Regions from separate parts of the Zea mays genome. Here region 2 is linked to region 1. The links are chromatin contacts, called in public Hi-C maps. All regions are on one chromosome and are shown on one strand. The core of a region is the stretch at or near the end of the contact, and the rest is flanking DNA. Distances in the headings are between cores, read along the strand shown.

Region 1 (5,225 bases), core at 1,762-4,261:
GCACTAGGTCATAGTGAAATATCCCAGGATAAACCAACATATTTGCAAGGAGTCCATCTTAGTGCATCTCGGTAATGTCACTGCCAAACTTTCGAAGCTTCTAAAAGGAAAATGGCACTAGTACTCTGGTGAAGTTATTGCAGCTAACAACTTGATGACAAACGAGGAATAACTTTTTTAGGGGCTCGAGGTTGACTACTGGTATTATGACAGCAACCTTCTGTATTCAATTTCTGGCTGCTGAAGTATGGAACCTTGTAACTGTATAATGCGTATGCTCTAGCTGACCTCAGTGTTATAGACTTATAATAGTAACTCCTTGATTGTAGAATGTAGAGTTGCAAGCTATGTTCAACATAGAGTATTAGGGCATGTCCTGCTCTAAACCAAAACCAATGGCAGCAAACCAGCCATGAAAAAAGACTAATATTACCATATAAAACATAAGGGACAGTAATAGTTGGAAAAAAGGGTTAAATCAAGGGAGTACCTTTTTCCTCCATTTTCTCAAATGCAGAAAGGGCGCTACTTGTATTCACGTTGCCCAACATTTCGCTCACTTTTGTGGCAGTCCTGAAGTGAAACAAGATCCACATTTGTCTGTGTCCACAGCACAAAGAAACATATCACAAAAAGTAACCAAGAAATAATAAATGCATACTTTGCTGATTGAGCACGAGCTTTAAGCGTATCCTTTTTCTGCTTGGCCTCTGCTATCTTGCTCTCAAGAACCTACATAATGGCATACTCCAGTGGTTAATAATTAAATAATACTCGTTGAGCACCTTTCACCTGGTGCACTACATGAACACATAGAACTGTACCAACAAATATAATAAGGACACCGAAAAGAGTAAATACTGTTCTAGCAGTTCAAAATAGTAACTCACCCGGGTATTTGAAATCAGATTTTCAACTACACCCTTCTGCTGATCAAGCTGGGACCTTAAGGAGCTTGCATTGTCCTAAGCAAACAATCACGCAATACAATTTGATATGTTGATTCAACAGCATAGACTGTTGAAAAAAAACATGTCGCATAGATAATGTAACATAAATTCTATTCGAATCAATGTGGTAAGAAAACCTAAAACAAGCACATTGTACTACACATCATCAATGACACATACAGCATATGATTTACGCCGCTTAAGGGCTTCGCGAGCAAGATCCTCGTCACCCTTTTGAAGAGCAAGTTGAGCCCTTCGATACCTACACTTTGACAAAAAATAATATCCATTTACTGAAAAGCAAACAAGTCACGGTTCAGTTCGCTGTCATAAACCATAACCATACCAATCAGCAGAAGCTTGTTCTGCAGCTTTGTATTTATTCTCAAGCCGCTTTTGAGACGCCAAGACCTATCAAAACAAGAATCCGTAAAATAGAATCAATTTTCCGTTTCACAAGCATAACAAGAGATGAAACAAAAGAGTAGAAGTGTGTGATGTAAGAGGCCGCAAACAAACTAGCATGTCGCACCAACGTTAATTATTTATGTAATAACACTTTGAAGATGATAGAAAAAAATGTGTTGGAGCTTGGAAAAGACAACATCTGACACTATTGGAAAGAAAGAAAATGCTCTACCAATTATACTGACTGCAGTCACAACAAACCTGTGCTGTGGCCTGCCTCATCTTTGTCAAGTCATCGTTCATCTCGAGAACTGCCTGCTCGAGAATCTTCTCAGGGTCCTCAAATGAACTTAGAACTGCATTTGCGTAGGACTAGACAAACCGAGGTGCCCAAAAGCCAAAACTTTAGATTACATATGAAAAAGTGGCTATTGCAAATAACATAATGATGGAATAAATACTGCTCACCCTGGCAACCCTCGTTAGTCTATCAAAGAGGTTACTTTGTATGCTATTGCACTTAAATCTGTTGACATTTGATTGTCGTACTTGCACAACTTTAAGTGAAACTGTAGAGCACAAGGAAGGGTAAGTTAGCAGTCATAGACACAGATTTATAAACTATCCCCGTATCATTGCACTCTGCGCTTTGTAGAGCTCTCAACCAATACGTTATTATTTTGTTCAATAGTCTGAGCATGTGCACTACAACATGGACAGGCATGAGAAAAATCAAACATTAACATTCTGTAGAACCATATCAATCATGTGCGGAACTCAACTAGGATCAACAGGCATGAGAAAAATCAAACATTAACATTCTGTAGAATCAAAGCACGAGCAGTGGTGTCAACAGATTAGCATCACACATGATGAAAATGTTCCAGGGAAAAAATAGGATCCTGTTGCGGTGTTGAAAACCATGCAGTGCAGTGAGAATCAACAGTCTCCAATAGCTTCAGGTAAGCAAAAGATGCTTCCACTTCACATATCAAAACATAGCTTCGCTTATTACAAGTCGAGAGGCGCTAGATTCATTTTTTTCCACTGTAAACCAGAAAGCTATCAATTTATTTATATATAAATTGCGACCTGTACAGTTGCAAATTCAACCAAGTCTAGGCTCATCCGCTCATATTTGCTCATGATGTAAACAGGTGGCTATTACATAAATAATGTTGCATATGATAGTTCGCCATAACAACATATTCATTTCATGGATGGCTGGCAACAAAGGCATTGACCCTCACAGCCCAACTGACGCCACTGTTCACACTGGTTCAACAATTGCAGCAGTAGAACTGAGCATCCCAGACAACAAATGTTCCGCTAGATTAGCATGCGGTAAGGAGACACTGAGGAGGATTAGGCGGCGCCATAACAGATTCCCCAGACAAAGGCCTCAAGCACCAATCGCCAGCCACAAGACAGAAAGGATATGAAGAAGTGGCTGGGGTACGGAATCGAAGCACGCACCGCTGCCGTTAAGGAAGAAGGTCCTAAGCGGTGTTCGGCGGAAGCTGGCGGAGGCGGGCGGCGGCGCGAGACTGAGGCTCGTTGGCGGAGCCCTAATCTCCATCGATTCGGGCGGGGGTATAGCGGAGTGAGAGAAACGAGAATGATTTTTTCTCTCTATCCTTTTTTTTTTTGCCTGCTTTGTGTTTCGCTCTATCTCTCAAGAGTGAGTTCGTGTGGAGAAGAGAAGCGATGGGAATGGAAAGCGATCTCGGGTCGGATGATTCCCATTGCGCGTCTCGCGGGCCGTGGCGACGGAGCAGCGGAAACCTATAGCCCAATAAAAAGTGTTTTTTGTCTTCTATATATCACGTAGTTAGATTTTATCTAAATAAGATAGTTGTTTAAATATATTTCATACCTTTAAAATGAAAAAATGAAGTCCCAGTCTCCCAGATGACTTATAAGGATCATATAACTCAACCGATGTGCTGATAGCTATGCTCACATGGTACTTTGGTAGCTTTGCATTTATGGGTCGTCGTCTTGCTTACATCAAATGCCTGTTTGCACAAATGCATCAGAGTACAAGTATACAGTAGTACAATATGATACGATGGCACACAAATATCTGATAAAATATTAGTGCATAACGATTATATAGAAATAAACAATACATATATTTTTATCAATCTTAATATCTCATAAATTACTTGCAACAATCAATACAAACTAAACTTATATCTAGATTATGATTAAAAACTTAATTAGAAAAAAACATTGATTGTGTTGCATTGAGCTTCTTGATGTCATCACTCATCTGATGAGTTCTCACTTGCAGAACCACGACCAATTCAACAAAATGCCGCCCCACCAAAAAACAAACCTCAATGATAACACATCATAGGTAAGTAAGCCTCCCAGAATCCAATATTGAAATCATTCTTGATTTTGCCCATCATTTTCTCAGGCAGTCCACATACTTCCTCCCACTGAACTCGATGATGGTGCCACTTCACTAACACAGACGACGTTACGTCGTTGGCATTGTTGTTGTTGAGACCCGAGAGCATGTCCCGTGCGCGATGTCGCCTTGTAGTATTCCTCGCAATACAATGCAATACGCAAATGACAGAGTGTTTTAGCTGCCCAAGGTAATAAAACATAGCTAACCTAAAGATTACAAAGTTCGATCAACCGATGAGTTGTATTTGACCTTCCAGCTAACCTCTCTCATGTTTTTTTCTTCTAAAAACAGTCGATCAAGACCACACTACTTGTTCTTGGCTACACATCTACTGACCTATCGAGTTGTTGTTACTAGTCCGCATATTAACTCTAAGAACAAATTGGAGTAATTGACAAACACTTGATGAAGTTGTGGACTTCTCACGGCTTTCTACGCAAAAAACATGTTCAAACCTTATTTTGCATAATTTTATCTTATTTTAACCGGAAAGTGTAGAGGGAAGCAGAGACATGTGCACGAGAGCGATGATGGACGAATGGAGTAGCTATTGTTTTAATAAAGCACAAAATATATGTTTTCTGTTTATTAGTTGGGTATGAATATGGAACCAACAACCAATGCTCAAACACTCACTTATACATAATTTCACCTTATTTTTACATAAAGTCTTCTATTATAGTAGTAGATAAGAGATTATAGGAGTGCGGGTTGATTTTAAAGAAATGTAAAGGGTTTTTTTGAAAAATATTAACGCGGGACGACCGTTTGAAACTGGTGTTTTAATATAGTAGAGATAATTAGAATTTACTTTCTTACATGTTTAAATTTTTAGCTTACAATTCCCAATCCTCAATACGGGTCATACCAAGATGTTACACGACAAACATGTTAGGATATCCCCGGTGGCCCTCCACCACGCATGCACAAAGTAGTACTTTTCGCTAGGGCTGGGCATTCGGTTTTTTTTGAAACTTCGGTTCGGTTTTTCGGTTTTAAAAAACTTCGGTTTTCTAGACATTAGATACCGATCGGTTTTCTTGAAAATGAAAAACCGAGAAGTTCGGTTTCGGTTTTTTACTTCGGTTTTTCGGTAAAAACCGAATACCAAACTTATACTCACGATAACATATACAAAAAGTTTATATGATAGATTACACATAATTTTAAAAAGTAAAAATTATATATGTGCAAATATTTATAGATGCATCATACATCACATATAAATAAGTGAATAACAATTTAATTGTTTCACACATTTAGTTCACATAATCGAATAGCCAAATTTTAGAATTGATAAAGATAGGTAATTCGGTTTTTTGGTATTTCGGTTTGGTATACGGTGAAAACCGATTACGATACCGAAAACCGAACTTTTGAGATACAAAAACCGAAACCGAACCGAACTACCGAAAAAACCGAAATTTCGGTTCGGTTCGGTACGG
Region 2 (5,646 bases), core at 1,820-4,319, 150 kb after region 1:
GGATCACTGGCCATGTGCTATGCTTGCTGCTCCTTTCAGCAAATGGATTCATTCCATCAGTACTCAGTGTGAACCTAACATTTCTTGGTTCATCAGCAAAGTCTCGGTGGTTCTCATTGAAATCTTGCCACTGCTTCCCATCGGCTGGATGTCGAAGCTTCCCATCGTTTTTGTGCTCATCAGAAGCATGCCAGCTCATAAGTTTGGCATCCTCAGGGTTAGCGAACAAACACCTCAATCGATCGACGACGGGGAGGTACCAAATCACCAAAGCAGGAATCTTTTTGAGCGCATAATAGTCTACTTCTTCCTTTTCTTTGCTCGTGGATTTTGAAGTCTTCTTTTTGGCTTTCTTTCGCTTCTTCCCTTTAGACACAGATGCAACACACTCTTCCTCTCGATAGTCTTTATTCGTCTTGTACCTACTTGCACCACACTTTGGGCAGCTCTCCAAGTCTTTATAATCATCACCTCGATAAAGGATACAGTGATTTCTACACGCGTGGATCTTCTCCACGCCCATAGTGAGTGGACTGATTAGTTTCTTTGCATAGTACGTGTTAGCAGACACTTTGTTCTCCTTTGGAAGCATGTCTGCGACAATACTCAAGAACGCATCGAAGCCAGCATCAGACAGACCATATCTAGCTTTTAACATCAACAACTTTAACACAGACCGGAGCGTCGTGAACTCTTTGGTACAGCCCTTAGACTCGTCGTACAAAGGCTCTTCTGCTGCCTTCTTCAGGGACTCCATACCTTTCATGAAGAACATCGATGGATCTGTATGACGACGCAACATTGCCTCTAACAACTCTGCATCTTCCTCGTCCATAACATTTGGCAGAACATGGGTTCTTTCACGTTCATTTCCTCCGGCGTAACCATGATCAGTAACATTTGGCACTACATGTTCGCTCTGTGGAAGAGGTTGTTGTGTCTCGTGAACGAACTGAAAGCTGTCGTCGATGTTCGCAGGGTTTCCAGCTGTATAAGGCGAAGAGCTACCCTCTCCATGCTTTGTCCAAATTATGTAATCCTTCACAAATCCTCGGCATACCAGATGAGATATGATTTGTTCTGTGTCATCAAATACAACAGCATTTTTGCAGTCCATGCATAGACAATATATGTGCTTTGTCTTTGTTCTCCAAGCATGGTTCTTAGCGACAACAATAAACTTATGGACCTCATATATGTATGATGGATCTAGCCTTGATAAGTTATACATCCAGGATATCCTCTCTATCATCACCTATAAAAAAGTAACATAAAACACATGGTGAAACCCTATATCCAAAAATGTGGCTAAAATGTGAAACCCTCTCTCTCTCCTCTCTCTATCCTCTCTCTCTCCTCTCTCTCCTCTATCTCTCTCTCTCCTATCTCTCTCTCCTCTCTCCCTCCTCTCTCTTCCCTCTCTCTCCCTCCTCTGTCACTAGAATGCCCGTTCTTGCAGTGTTTAAATACTACGTCGTCTCCTGGCTTCGCGTCTCTCATCACCATTGGTGTGAAGTTCTTTCACAAGTATCAGATCTGGTGATAAACCATGACCGGGAAAAAGACCATGACCGGGAAAAGACCACGACTTCTCTATGGAGGATGAGGAAGAGGCGGGCTTCTCTACGGCGGCACTCCAAAGAAAGCCAAGGTGGTGGTGGAGGATGAGGAAGAGGCGGGGTTGGAGGATGAGGAAGAGGCGACTGTGACACTATCCATGGAGAAGGACGCGCTGGAGTGCGACATCTGATGCCTACCCTTCCAGTCCGAAGTTTTCTTGGCAAGTCAGATTACCATGCATGTATATATACAATACATATTGATCGGTAGGCTCCAGCATGATGCTCTGCTCTGTGTAAAATCAGTGCAAGAACGGGCATTCTGGATGTGCAAATGAAAATGAACTTATTTGAGAAACACATTCAACCTTATATATCCAACCTTCCATACAACACATTCACCATTCATAAAGCAATTAAATATGTGTTATGGATAAACTTATTTGAGAACTAAACATGAAAAAGGAGAGGGAATAGACAAAAACTAACCATCTTAAGCAGCCTCATTTGAGGAAATAGAGAAAATTACCTAGCTATACTCTTCTCTCTCACATATAAAACCCTAGATCCAAAATGTGGCTAAAATTGAGCAAGAATGAACAAAAATTGACAAAGAAACATAAACCAACCTTTCTTATCCACCTTCTTCCAAGAAATGAAGACCAAAACCTCCCCCCTTATATTTTTGTGAAATCTGGACCTCCAAAATCGCCTCCAATGGAAGCTGGCTGCGAGCATACAGTTCACTGTCGGGGGGAAGAAGAGGGTTATTTATAACATACAGTTCACTGGCGGTTGGCTTGAAAAACCGCCAGTGGAAACCAATTTCCACTGGCGGTTATTTTAACACAACCGCCAGTGGAAATAGGGTATTTCCACTGGCGGTTGTGTTACACCAACCGCTAGTGGAAATTGGTTTCCACTGGCGGTTCTGTTAAGATAACCGCCAGTGGAAATAGGTTTCCACTGGCGGTTCCCAAGCCGGACCCACCTCGTTTTTTACTGGCGCGCGATAACCCGAAACCGCCAGTGATAATTTATAGGTGCCGCAGTCTATGAGCTCTTTTCTACTGTGCCGTCCGGACGTACACAGAGGAGAGTCGCTCCTGTACCAGGTCGCGGTAGAGAGCCCCACCGGCCATGTCCGATTATTTCAGCAAGCACTCGCCCAAGATATATAGTACGAGTAGGGCATTCCTACAGGACCTCGAACTGATGTCAATACTCCAGCGCGCGCCAGCTGCTCGTCAACGCCGGCGGCTTTTTAGAGAGGACCTTCTTCCCGCGCCAGTCTACGGAAGATGGAACTTCACCGAGCAGGTACTCCCCGACGACCTGATCAAGATGTAATAATCTACTCTGTCATTGAGAATTGAGATCGACCATCAGCGTAGTCCAGAAGAGAGAACAATGCATTAAACAATGCTAATATTGCCAATGCAGAGGAATGGCCGTTCCAGATCCGTCGAGCCCGTACAAGGTGCTGCTGCTGCTGATGGAGGACTACCCGTACGCGTCGGACGGGCTGGCCGTCTGGCACGCCATCGAGCAGTGCGTGACGGAGTACCTGGCCATCTACTACCCCAACGACGGCGCGCTGCAGGCCGACGTGGAGCTGCAGGCGTGGTGGAAGGAGGCACGCGAGGTCGCCACGCCGACCTCAAGCCTCAAGGACGAACCCTGGTGGCCCAAGATGCGCACCACGGCGGAGCTGGCCAAGGCCTGCGCCACCATCGTCTGGATCGCTGAAAACATCAGCTCATTTACAAATTGAGTAATTCCATCTTTCATTGACAAGCCCTGAAACCGTGAGGAACCAAACTGAGGACGTGTGCCAAGGACGGCGGCGGCGGGAAGGAGGGAGGTAGGGATGTACGGCATACCAGTTAAGGTCCCCTGTGATCGGCACGAGGTCGGGGTTGACCATGGCCATCGCCGGGCCGACATACCGCCGGAAGTCGTAGGCGCGCTCCGCATGGTGCACGCTGAAGTGGAGATCCGTGAGCTGGGGCTGGGCCACCCGCACAACCCCGTCCGGCACACCGCCGCACCGGACACCTCCATCACCTCTCTCTCGTCACGGGACATGGCGGACGGAGCCGCGGCAGCGGCGATGAGAACCAGTAGAACGGGGAAGAGGAGCCGCTTGCCGCGCGTCTCCATGGCGAAGCCGCGGGCGGGGCCTCCAGGAGCAGAACGGGACTGCAATTCTGATTTCTGTCGTCTCGTCGCCCGTCAGGAGATTCGGGGTCCGACATGGTAAGAATCTCGGCAAGAAAGATCGGAGTTGAACCACATGTCTGAAAACAGGAGGACCGTAGCTTGTCGTAATTCGTCACTCTCGATTGGCACACCAACGATTTCTATACTGCATATAGTAGTTTGGAACCACTCAACCATCTGTTTTTTTTTTCTGGAGAAACTGCGCATCAGTTTGACCTCTTCCAGCCTGATACTTCTCGCAAACTGGCATGGCATGGCATGGTAGTAGGTGGGTTCGGGCTTTCAAGCATGGCTTCCACACTTTTCCTCTAGCTACTAGCTCCTCCCGCGCGCGACGGTCATGGCCACCGAGCTACTGTCGCCGCTCATCCCGCACCAGCAGCGTCGACGCGCTCTCGCCGTCGTCGTGGCCGCGCCCCTGCACGCGCTCCTCCTGGCCGCTGTCGCCTTCTCCCGCTCACCGGTGGCGGCACCGGCCAGCTCATCGAGGCTCGTTGACTTGACACTCCTCGCCGGCGCTCGGGGGAAGGGAGCGGGTATTCGGTCAAACTAACCGTAGCCTCCTTTTTCTTTCCGATCGGCGGCACGTCTGGAGCCGGATACTGATCGCCGTGGCCTGCTTCATCGCGTTGCAGTGTGCTTGGATGGGACCCCGCCTGGTTACCACCTTCGGAGAGGATTCGGTTCCGGAGCTCACAACTGGCTCGTCTTCCTTGAGGTGACCGAATGCTCTCTTCCAATTGTATCAAGCTGTTATGTATAGCCTGCATGCCAATTACATGTAAACTGTTACAGAAAATCATTCAAGCCCAACAAAAGATCATCTGATGATGTGAAGAGCTTTGGTGACTGAGATATGAACAAAACATATGGGGTAGTCTCTAAGATTTTGAGATAGTGATATCCAGCTGAACAAAAAAAAACAACAAATTGGTTGAGCTTAAACGAGTTCGTTCCAGCATAATGGCATAACATGTCTAATATGCCTACTGATTTTCCACTGATATATCTCAGGGAGGAGGTTGGTGCAACACCACGCAGAGCTGCTCCGAGCGCAAAATGACCAACTTCGGTTCATCTAAGTATATGGGAGCAGTAAACTTCACTGGGATACTCAGCAATGATCACACAGAAAATCCTGGTATAGAAAGCTGGTTCTGTCATGGATTTCCTACTGTCTCCATCAAGATGCTTCTTTTAGGGCATGTTCGTCAATAGGGGGATATGCCAGGGGGATTTTCCCTTTGATCCTCTCCAGTCCACTTGGATTGGGAATGAAAGGAACATGCCCTTTGGAGCACCTACATAGTCTGTTATCGTTTCCCATGTCCCAACTATTCATATTGGAATTTGGAATAATGCAGATGCAGTAACGCTTTGCACTAGTCATCAAGTTTTGAATTGTGTTTGTGATCCTACTGCCTGATAAATGCGTCTTTGCACTAATTTGAGTCAGTTGTCATCAGATTTCTACAACTGGAATACAGTTGTCATAAGGTACTGCGACGGAGCATCATTTGCTGGGGATGCAGAGGGGGGAGATCTGGTGAATCTTTTTAATTCTGGTTTGAACTGACCATCTTAATTTCTCAAACTGATGCTGTACTGCCATATGTATAGGATGGAACCAAACTTTTCTTCAGAGGATTACGTATCTGGAAAGCAGTTGTAGATGAACTCATGGGAAAAGGAATGGACGCTGCTAAACAGGTATTCCATCGATTTCGTATAGTTTGTCCAATAATTGCACAAAGATTGACCACACAAGTCCTAACCAAGAGCCACGTCCAACTTTATTTTCCCCTGCTTTCCAGGCCTTGCTTACAGGCTGTTCTGCTGGTTCTCTAGCTGCGCTACTGCACTG

The links. A called contact is a pair of places that touch in the nucleus more often than the background predicts.
Region 2: a contact with region 1 is called in a Hi-C map of ear, with 2.3 times the contacts expected there. The contact joins the promoter of LOC103636409 here to the promoter of LOC100192628 in region 1. A contact is called at or near these places in 3 of 25 Hi-C or Micro-C datasets (bundle sheath, ear and tassel).

What each region holds. Positions count from the first base shown.
Region 1 is chr8:170,685,711-170,690,935 of Zm-B73-REFERENCE-NAM-5.0, forward strand. LOC100192628 reads right to left here and starts at 3,012. Exons shown (of 11, transcript NM_001367079.1): 1 at 2,835-3,012; 2 at 1,827-1,927; 3 at 1,620-1,730; 4 at 1,297-1,361; 5 at 1,131-1,212; 6 at 891-965; 7 at 662-732; 8 at 491-573. The coding sequence starts at 2,937.
Region 2 is chr8:170,837,105-170,842,750 of Zm-B73-REFERENCE-NAM-5.0, forward strand. It overlaps LOC103636409 (pectin acetylesterase 5), which reads left to right and starts at 3,070. Exons shown (of 12, transcript XM_035961915.1): 1 at 3,070-3,333; 2 at 4,418-4,500; 3 at 4,797-4,923; 4 at 5,249-5,328; 5 at 5,403-5,492; 6 at 5,597-5,646. The coding sequence starts at 3,333.